Regions from separate parts of the Zea mays genome. Here region 2 is linked to region 1. A link is a contact called in public Hi-C data. All regions are on one chromosome and are shown on one strand. Each heading gives the region's core, a stretch centred on a gene start, on an enhancer-like site or on the middle of the called end of the contact. The rest is flanking DNA. Distances are from core to core; before and after follow the strand shown.

What was found. Hi-C and Micro-C count contacts between places; a contact is called where the count stands out from the background.
Region 2: a Hi-C map of leaf shows a contact between it and region 1, with 7 times the contacts expected there. The contact joins the promoter of LOC103640805 here to the promoter of LOC100273787 in region 1. A contact is called at or near these places in 3 of 25 Hi-C or Micro-C datasets (all in leaf).

Annotation. Positions count from the first base shown.
Region 1 is chr10:7,899,373-7,905,235 of Zm-B73-REFERENCE-NAM-5.0, forward strand. It overlaps LOC100273787 (putative ACT-domain containing protein kinase family protein), which reads left to right and starts at 4,013. Exons shown (of 15, transcript NM_001148189.3): 1 at 4,013-4,432; 2 at 5,363-5,477. The coding sequence starts at 4,191.
Region 2 is chr10:7,690,164-7,695,404 of Zm-B73-REFERENCE-NAM-5.0, forward strand. LOC103640805 (calcineurin B-like protein 6) reads right to left here and starts at 2,069. Exons shown (of 9, transcript XM_008664277.4): 1 at 1,857-2,069; 2 at 1,266-1,419; 3 at 1,103-1,185; 4 at 935-994; 5 at 345-453. The coding sequence starts at 1,380.

The DNA of each region.
Region 1 (5,863 bases), core at 2,763-5,262:
GTTCTACACAATACATGGTAGTCAGTTTTACTTGAATTGTTTCATATTAATTTTGGTTTATCTCCATTGCTTCTTTCAAATATTTAAATAGATCGTGTATTTGCATCAAACATCTGGCCGAGCAAGGGAAAACGAAAAAATAGCCCCTTTTGATAATTGTTTTGTTTGTTCTATATTCTCCTTAACAAGTGCTATGTGCCAAGGCAAAATTTAGCTATGTGTTCTCCAAATATACTTGTTCTCCGTCAATGATTACATATACTTGTTCTCCATTAGTGCCTTCTGATTCACTATTATTTGTGTTGTTTAGGTTATTGCTATGCACCACACCTCTTTCCTTAGATTATTTACTCTACCTGGTATGGTGACCGCCTTAGAATTAATGTGTTAAATAATTAGGCACATTCATGTTGAATTCTGATCGGTGTTTATTTCAGCTATGGCAAAACTAATGTGCTACTGAATATATATATATATAAAGGTCACTGGAAATTCTAGAAAATAACAAATTATTATTTCAGAAGTGGTTGAACAGAAATGTTACCTTCTCTAATTGTTGATCATACATATGATGTTAAGCAGAAAAAAACAGACACCAAGTATGTCCAACTGTGTTCAGTAAAAACACGGATAGAAGGTGAAGCCCCATGACTCTCAGGTTCCCTTTGTTATATGAATCAGCAGCAGAAGATTATAGTATATCAATTAGAAAATTAAACAAATAAGCAATTAGAAACTTACATAACTATCTATAAGTTTTCGAAGTCCCAAGTCAAGTGGCCTCCTCTTGTTCCCAATCCCCTCAATGGAGATGAAGCTACGGGGGCGACTTGCCAGCCAGCCTGGCGGACAGTGTCCTCCATGTTACCCTCGGCACACAGATAGGCACGCATGGCCTTGAACGGGCCTGGGAACAGCTCGACCACACGCAAATAAAAATCCAGGGACACCAGCACATCGTACTACCCAAGTGCAGTGGCCTCCTCTAGATGAAGTGGACGGGGATGAAGTAGTATGTCCAGGCACACCACCACATCGTACCACAGGAGTGGGCGGGGATGAAGAAGCGGGCGTGGGCACGCAGAATAGGATGAGGATGGGGACGGGCCACCAAACACAGATCTGACCTGACCCAAGTGCGTACAACGATGGAGATCATGGGCGAGGATGGTTAAGACGCGGCGGCGGAGATCCGGGGCAAGCCTGGGTGGGGGCGTGCAGATGAGGATGAGGACGGGGATGGGCCACCAAATGCAGATCTGACCTGACCCAAGTGCGGACGGCGGCGGAGATCACGAGCTTGGGTGGTGAAGACGTGGCGATGGAGATCGCGGGAGAGCGTGGGCGGGGGAATGACGCGCGTGGTTGACGGGGGCGGGGGCACGGTGTAGTTGTGGACGCCCTCGTTAGGCTCATATAGAATAGTAGAGATTAGTGGATTAGGGTGTGGACATGCATCAAATCCATCGCTGAAGTGGAATGCAAAGCGTACAGCTCAAGCGGATGTCGGATCAGAAGCTAAAATAAACAGCTAGCTTTTTTTGGTTTAGCTCTTCGAAAGCGAGGAGCTCAGAAAAGTTTAGCTTACATGAAAAGCTGGAAAAACTGATTTTATGAGCTCTCTATAATTTTTCGAGTTTAGTAAACTAATAACATTGTTGAAAAATTATCATTGGCTTCTCGGAAGAAGAAAAAACCTACAATAACTTTTCGAAAAAGCTTCAAAAGCTACGACTCAAACAAACACTGACCCTAGTATTTGTCGACACTACATATTGATGTGATGAACTCATCCCACAAAATAAACTATGATCGTTTCAGAGGGATGGAAGCATTTAAAAAGCAGAAAAACCCCATACAGACTAAACTTCCACACAAACCTCACCAGACACTTAACCATCAAACACAAACAGTACAGAACCCAAGGTTAGCATCCCATCTCTCAAGTAAAATAATAACCTCTTAAGGCAATCCCAATTTCACAGCCGCATTAACACAACATTCTCCCACAACATCAGAACACATACAAGGTGAAACTAATGATAGTTCAAAACCAGAACGGAAGAAATTTAAAACCTGTAGTATTTCTGGCGTCCCAAACTATGAACTATCTAAGCGACTCAGCATAAAAAACCATCATTTTCTTGGGTCAAAAATAAAATCAGACTTTGTATCTCATGTGAAGGCAACTTCTGGGTACAATATGATATCTGTAATCTAATATTAAAACTTGCAGTGAATACCATGTGGGAGATATTCCTAAGCAATAAGGCCCAGTTCAAAAGCACACTATATAACAGATCATGAAGTGACACATATCACAACACTCGGCAAACATTTAGCATTTATGTTCCCTACTATGAAGAATATTGGTTAATTCCTCTATTTCTAAAATACTTTATCAATCGGTTTTGGAGAATACTACTATATAATACTACTAACCAATTTAGATCATTCCTTTGAGATACGCACTAGAATGTTAAATACAGAAATGCTTAGCAGACCAACATAGAAGACTGTCACAAAATGGAAGTGGACGTGCCTTCATGTACCTCCCGACTTGCCTCAGGAGCCAGATTGGTGCCCTCTCGACCTTTTTCCCTCTGATTGCGCTCACCAGCAGTGGCTCCTCCACCGTCCCGGGCGATGCCTCCTCCATTACCGTCTCTGAACCGCACCATCACGTCAAAAAGAGCAGCTAAATTAACTTCTCAGCCCAAGCCTCGCAACCTGTGAGCAGAAGAGAAGAAGATTCACCTCTGACAGCGCTGTAGCGGTCACTCGCTCGCTTTATGCATCTAGGCTCGGCGCGGACGAACCTACCGTGGAAGAGGGAGGTGGACGACAGCGAGAGTGGCTGTCACATTTGGCATCGCGCTGTCCAGCACCGACAGAAGCCCAACCCCCTTGCTTCCGCCTCTACGGCCGTGCTGGTGGCGGTGGAGGACTCCAGATCTAGAACCGAGAGCCACGGACAGATGTGCTGGAGATAACACGAAGCGACACATGGGAGGAGAGTGGGGATGGTTTGGAGGCCTCGCCTCTCTCCATCCTCAAAATAGTAGTCGATTGAGGCGGGGAAGGGAGCACGGTGCATGCCATGGCCGCCAAGTATGGAAGGGGACGCGCCTTCCATGGCCATGGATCTCGCCTTCCATGGTCGTGGATCTCACCTTCCATGTCCACATCGGGTGCCCGCATGCACGCGCGTCCGGGGTCGAGCGAGCGTGCGGGCCACCGGGAGGGGTCAGGTCGGGCGCGGGGACGCGTGCAAGCGGGCGGCGGCGCGGGGGCGCGTGGGGCTGGCGGGGGCACGGTGAAGCCGGGTGGACGCCCTCGGTAGCTACTTATGGTGTAGTAGAGATTTACAGTAGGGGTTCTCCCCTCCTGGACTTTCAATAAAAATGTGAGAGCCTCGTTGTTTAGGCCGACATAAGATACATGATGGCCCTCCCGATCGATTCTGGTGACATAAGGCATTACTACTAAGTGCTTGTTCAGTTATGTCTGTATTGAAGTGGAGTGAGGGTGGCCTAAAGAGGGACAAGACTGAACAGATATAAAAGTCCCTAAAAATACGTCATGATCAACTTGCTATACTACTTAAATAAATATAGCCCTAATAGCATTAGAGTGCCGGCACTACTTAATGATATCCCTTCCGATCGTTGTTCTTACCCATTTCACGCCATGAATCATTGCTACTTAAAGAAGCGCGGGCCCATCAGAAAACCTGCAAAGACAACTTCGTGGCGTGCACGTAGCAGCAGTGCACTGTGCAGCAGCCCCTTCAACCTTCATCCCTGTTCGTGCAGTCGGTGTCCTCCATACACCACGTGCACTGTTTCCCTCTCACTGCCACCGGGGCCTACGGCGCATAGCGAAATCCAAGGGCCCTCTTCTTCGACACATTCTCCTCTCAGAGGGATGACTTGAAAAGACGTCGTTGCCCTTGGAACAGCCTCGTATTCTCTTCCTCATACCTCGCGCGTTAAAAAACCTCCTTCGTCTCCTGGTCTGTGTCCCACACTCCTATCCTTCTCGCCTTCGACTGCCCAGAGCGCCCAGCGCCCGCGACGCTTCTAGAACACGCGACGCGGGCGAGCGCGCTGGCGGGTGGGCGAGGCAAAACTAAGGAGGCGGGAGGGGCGGCGATGCGGGGCAGGTGACGCTGCGGCGCGGCGTGGGGGATGGTGGCGGCGGAGGGTGGGCCCGGCGGGGCCGTCGAGGAGGGCGTCGGGGAGAGCTCGTCCCCGCCGCGCGAGGACGCCGTCCCAGCGCCCGCCGGCTCCGGCGGGAGCGGGGGCAGCGGAGGCGCCCGCGAAATCTGTGCCCAGGTGCTCGACCGCCTCGTCGCCGACGGCTACGCGGAGGCGTCCGACCCCGAGTTCCGCGACAGGCTCGCCGCCCATTTCGGCCGGCTCCCGCACAGGTGCTGATCCATTACCTCGGCCTGCCGCATCCTAGGCCTTCGCTTGCCGTGGTGTAGGCTTTACATGCCCTGGTTGCGGAAATCTGTGCTCATTGTTTCGGTCAAGGAGGGTAGCGTGCTCGTTTCGGGTTTCAGATTTTGGGTGTCGGCATGGCGAAGCTTAGTGGTGAGCTTCGTTTTAGGTGTGAATTTTTGTATCATGTTGACCTTTTGGTTAGCTTCCGTGCTCTCACTGCTGCTTCCGTGTTTGATGTGCTAAGAGACTGTTGTTTGACTTGGCAATTGGATCGGACATCACTCGGTACTGTTTGCTTGAGGACTGGATGAATTTACAATTTTACACTACTTTAGTGTTCGAACGGTACCTAGCAGCCATGCCTGGCTCGATGTTGATCTGGTGTGCTCTGTGATTAAGCTAACGTTGGAAGTAAATGGAGTGAGCAGGGTTTCTTAGAATCATCTGCTGGCTCACACCCTTCCGGAAAAAAAGGAAAGCTTTCATCCTCGTTCTGAACTGTTGTCTTTACCTGTATAAAAAGTGAAATTCCAAAGCGTCTCTTTTAGATCTATAGCCGCAAAATTTCTCAAGATAGTAAATATGCTTACAAACAAATATGTTCCAGATCGTAGCGTGGATTAACAATTGCATACTAGCCCTTAGTCTTGTAGTTATCCCTTATTCCCTTGTATTGAACACATAGTCAGTCTTATCCCTTAGTCTTGTAGCTTGCCTCTGTATTCTTCCCGGGTGGGGTAGACTGGTAGTTCACTTTTATCATATTCAAAGGAAGCTGGTAGCTGCAGTCTCTGTTTCCACATTAGGATTGCTATATGACAATTAATTAATTCTTCCGTTGTCTTACTTGTATAATCAATTAATCATGAAGCTAACAATAACATTGGTTCTTCTTTTGTTTTCTCATACCGTAGCTATCAGCTGGATATCAATGTTGACAAAGCATCCGATGTCTTGGTCCACCAGAACGTCTTAGCGGAAGCAAAGGATCCTGATAGGCGCCCTGCATTCTATGTCCGTTTCTTGAGGGTAAAGTTCTGCAATAAACTACTATCTGCTATATGATAGCAGTAGCTACTTTAGTGGCTAGTGGTTTCAATTTATTTTATTGTTACCGAAGTTTAGTTTCGGAAAAGAACAGGAAAGCTAAACCTCACTCAAGTGATTTGAAGCCTCCCCTCACTCGATTTTTTTTTCAGTCAATCAATGAACGCCACAACGGTGGCTTCACCAACCCCTTTGAAACTAGGGTCAGGGTTGGGGGTTTGGGCCTTACCTGTGGCCTCCGGGCTTAGAGGGATTGCGGGGAGCTTCCCAGCCCAGCGCTGGATGGTATGGCAAGGCTGCCACGGGGTTGTTGATTGCCATGGTGGCGGACTGTTGGTGTGGAGGCGGTATCAAGCTTCAATTGTTTA
Region 2 (5,241 bases), core at 819-3,318, 210 kb before region 1:
CCCTCCCTACAGAGCCTTAGAAAGTAACAAAATCAAAAGAAACTATTTCTAGTCACAACAAAATGAAGTGGCAGTCCATTTAACCCATGTACCACAGCAGGAAATGTATATTTCAATTTTTACAATGTTCATTATTTTGTCTTCGAAAGGCCATAACATGCATTGCAGCCCCAGCTGCCTATCATGAACAGAAGTGTTTTCATGATATGTATTAAGCACTGACTCATTGTCTTATCTTGAATTAGTATTATCACATATTAAACCCATAACTCGATAATCGGTCACTTATGTAGCGTAATCAAGAATAAATGAATGAATGAATAAAGTTAAGGAAGAAGGCTTACAATCAATTTTGAAATCGATTGGTGCACTCGGATGGAACACAGAAAGGGCTCGAGCAAATTCCTCAAACTCGAGAATTCCATTGTGTTTCGTGTCAAACAAGTCAAATACCTAAGTCAATGAAATGAAAACAAGATACCTTAGTGTTTATTTGAGGTCACTCCAAAAGAAATAGTGAATTTGTAACAAAAAGACAGTTCACATTGAGCATCCCCCTTCCAATGATTGCAGGTGGGTAACTACTAATCGCACATGCAGAAACATTGAAATGTGTTAACAGCTTAACTCATGCCCACAGAGACATATGTGTAAGCATATGATTGAAGCTTAAAAGGCTCAGGGTCTATGATGTCCTATCACTGTTCTAGACAGCTTGGCATAATGTGATTAATGTGAATGTTCATAAAACAAATATTGTACTGTTGATCCTTTCATAAAACACAACTAGAAAAATAATGTGACCCAAATAGCAAAAAAACACAATATATTTGGCAAGAACAGACTGAATTCCATGAAGTTTTCAGCAGTGAGCTTTGGTTTCATGACAACAAAATTTTCACTGACAATATATATAAGGATCCAGTGGGCATACCCGGTCAGCAAACATGCTATCCTTTCTGTTGGTCTTAAACAAGGCTAATTGGAATTCTTCCTGCAGATAATACATCAAAGCTCCAAGAAGAGATCAGAGATAATGACTTCATGGAAACAAAGTTGTCATTCACTGCCACTTCACACCAAGAGCTTAGAACATACAAACCTTGTTAATCAAGCCATCATCAACCACAGCACTGCTAATCTTCTTGAACAGCTCATACAGAGCCTCAATTTCATTCACATTAACTGCAGAATACAGAAAATCCACTGCTGAATAAACGGCAACAGATATGAAAACAAGCATAGAGAGAGTAAAAAGAGCATACAAACAGTTTCTCTAGCCAGGCGTTCGGGGTCCTCGAGGCCCTTTGGCCGATTGGGTATGTCAAGGTCGCAGCACTTGAGCAGGGCAGAGGCGAGCCGTCGAACAAAGTCCACCATTGCACACTCCACGAATATCCAAATCAACACTTCTCCTAGCTGCAAATGACCAAGAAGTGGGTCAGGCCTCAGGGCCTACCACCGTAGCGCACGAGCAATTTCCACGACCGGATGACACCACAACACCCACCCAGTTCCCCCTTCCGATTGGAGCAAAATCCCATAAAAACAGGGAACCAATCACTTCCCCGCTCAGGATCACCAGATCACAGCACAGCTGGAGGCACGCAAATCGTAATCCCGACCGACGCCCCGATACCTCGGACACGGACACGAAACCAAGCTAGAAACGGATCCCGCAGCCGCCAAAACGCCGTCGCAAGCACGCGCCACCGCTGGTCCGCATTCTCTCCGCGGCTCCCGGCTTCTACGCGCGAGAGGCACGGCCACGGGATCCCGCCGCATCGGAGTCCCCGGCCTGAGGAGGGGGGCGAGAGGGGATTCGTGCACGAGAAGAGATCGGTAGCAGGCCTCACCTCATCGGGGATCCTCCTAGTGGATGGAGGCGGGCTATTTGCGCGTGGAGGGTCGGAGGGCGGGGACCGGCGGTGAGAGGTTGCGGGGTCGGGGGGCGGGGAAGTGCGTGGCCGGGGGAAGAGGAAGGGAGCGAATCGCCGGAGGAGGAGCACGTCAGCCTTGTTTAGCTACTAGGTGAGTGAGTGTCCGTGTGACAGAAGATATAATACCACGATAAATTATATATAAAATATTTGTTATACTGTTACTGAAAAAATATTTTATAATCTATTTGTGTCGGTGTTTCGAGACCGGGGGTCCCTGAACCGATGAGTGAGATGTCACCGCGTGCCCTAGCCCAGATGGGTCAGCGTGAGGCCGAGCGCGAAGGGGGGAGGTGAGGCGGCCGGAGACGGGCGTGAGAGAGGTGGAAATCCCGCGGCCTTCGTGTTCGTCCCGCGCCCAGGTCGGGTGCGCTTGCAGTAGGGGGTTACAAGCGTCCACGCGGGAGAGGTAGCGAGCGGCCTCGCGCGAGCGCCTGTCCCGTCCTCGTCCCCGCGCGGCCAACCCTCTATAAGAGGGCCCTAGTCCTTTCTTTTATAGGCGTAAGGAGTGGATCCAGGTGTACAATGGGGGGTAGGGCTGGATATCGAGCCAGCTCGGCTCGGCTCGTTCGAGCTCGAGCTGGCTCGTTAAGCTAACGAGCTGGCTCGGCTCGGCTCGTTAAGATAGCGAGCCACAGAGTCAGCTCGGCTCGGCTCGTTTACGAGCTCGAGCTGGCTCGTTTAGCTCGTGAGCCAGAGCAGAAAAAAATAATATATGTATAACAATGAATTTCTAGTTAATTTTAAGCTAATTTAACAACATAAAATAGTAATTATACTCATAGTTTCACAGACCGTATCAATATAACACCAAATTAACACCACTTATCACTCATCAATTCACTATTCACACACATGTTCAGCAGTTTAACCCACACTTATATTCGCATAAACCAATTTCATACATAGACATAATTCATCAATCATTAGTTTAACTTATAGGTACATATAACATATTCATCAATTGTTACATACATGATATGTATATAGTTTTGTTTTGCTGAAATGTGATAGCTCGTTTAGCTCACGAGCTGGCTCGTTAACAAACCGAGCTGGCTCGTTAAGAAACCGAGCTAGGATGCTAGCTCAGCTCGTGTAAAAATTCAAACGAGCCGATCCGAGCCGAGCCGAGCTAGCCACGAGCCGAGCGAGCCGACGAGCCGCGAGCATTTTGTCCAGCCCTAATGGGGGGTGTAGCAGAGTGCTACGTGTCTAGCGGAGGAGAGCTAGCGCCCTAAGTACATGCCGTCGTGGCAGTCGGAGAGGTTTTGGCACCCGGTTCGTGTGGTGTCGTGGCCGTCGGAGGAGCGCTGGAGCCCGGCGGAAGGACAGCTGTCGGGGCTGTCGAGTCCTTGCTGACGTCCTCTTGCTTCCGTAAGGGGGCTGAGAGCCGCCGTCGTCATAGAGCGTGCGGGGCGCCATCATTGCCTATCTGGCGGAGCGAGCCAGATGGGACGCCGGTCTTGTTCCCCGTAGCCTGAGTCAGCTTGGGGTAGGGTAATGATTGCGCCTTCTGTCGACGTGGTCGGTCCGCGCCCTAGGTTGGGCGATGTGGAGGCTCCTCCGAGGTCGAGGTCGAGTCTGTCTTCCGTGGTCGTGGTCGAGTCCGAGCCCTTGGGTCGGGCGAGGCGGAGACCGTCGGCTGAGGCCAGGGCTGAGTCCGAGCCCTGGGGTCGGGAGAAGCGGAGTTCGTCGTCTTCTGGGGCTGAGCCTGAGTCCGAGCCCTGGGTCGGGCGGAGCGGAGTTCGCCGTCTTCCGGGGCTGAGCCCGAGTCCGAGCCCTGGGTCGGGCGGAGCGGAGTTCGCCGTCTTCCGGGGCTGAGCCCGAGTCCGAGCCCTGGGTCGGGCGGAGCGGAGTTCGCCGTCTTCCGGGGCTGAGCCCGAGTCCGAGCCCCTGGTCAGGCGGAGCGGAGCTTCCTATGGTGCCTGAGGTCGGGCCTGACTGCCTGTCAGCCTCACTCTGTCGAGCGGCACAGCAGTCGGGGCGGCGCAGGCGGCGCTGTCCTTTTGTCAGGTCGGTCAGCGGAGCGGCGAAGTGACTGCGGTCACTTCGGCTCTGTCGACTGGAGGACGCGTGTCAGGATAAAGGTGTCAGGCCACCTTTGCATTAAATGCTCCTGCGATCTGGTCGGTTGGCGCGGCGATTTGGTCAGGGTTGCTTCTTGGCAAAGACAGGGCCTCGGGCGAGCCGGAAGTATGCTCCTCGCTGGAGGGGGACCTCGGGCGAGACGTAAATCTCCCGGGGTCGGCTGCCCTTGTCCGAGGCTAGGCTCGGGCGAGGCGTGATCGAGTCCCTCGAATGGACCGATCCCTGACTTAATCGCACCCATCAGGCCTTTGCAGCTTTATGCTGATGGGGGTTACCAGCTGAGAATTAGGAGACTTGAGGGTATCCCTAATTATGGTCCCCGACAGTAGCCCCCGAGCCTCGAAGGGAGTGTTAGCACTCGCTTGGAGGCTTTCGTCGCACTTTTTTGCAAGGGGACCAGCCTTGCTCGGTTGCGTTTTGTTTCGGTGGGTGCGCGCGAGCGCACCCGCCGGGTGTAGCCCCCGAGGGCTCGGAGGAGTGGTTTGACTCCTCCGAGGTCTTAATGCCTCGCGTAATGCTTCGGCCGGTCTGGTCGTTCCCTCATGCGAGCTGGCCGTAGCCCGGGTGCACGGTCGGGTTCCAAGTTCTCGGGATGGTATGTTGACGCTGTCAACGGTTTGGCCGGAGCTGGGTTTGCGAGAGCAGCCCCCGAGCCTCTGCACAGGGCGAGAGGGCGATCAGGGACAGACTCGACTTTTTTACATACGCCCCTGCGTCGCCTTTTCGCAAGGAGGAGGGGGGAAAGCGCCATGTTTCCCTCGGTGGGCGCCGAACATGGTGTCTCCGGTGAGCTGCTGGAGGGTAATCCGAGCGGACGTCCGTGCCCCATTTGCTAGGGGTCGGCTAGAGGCCCAGAGGCGCGCCCAAAAGTACCTGCGGGTGATCTGCCGGACCCGGTCCCCTGTCGACGGGGTCCGAGGGCTCGATGCCTCCCTCTGATGGGATTCCATTACAAGATCGTTCCCGCTGGTCTCGGAAATGTCCTAGGGTACCTCGGGAGCGTAGCCCGAGCCTTGGTTATGTATCGAACGTACCCATGGTCATCCCTCGCTCTGTGTCTGAGGCGACTGTGAACCCTTCGAGGGTCAGGCTACGAACCCCTGATCAGTAGTGGGCGCGGAGCCCGAGTGGCTTGAGGCAGCCGTCGAACCCTTCCGAGGGGCCGGCCTTCGAACCTCTGACCAGTAGTGGGTGTGGAGCCCACGTGCTCTGA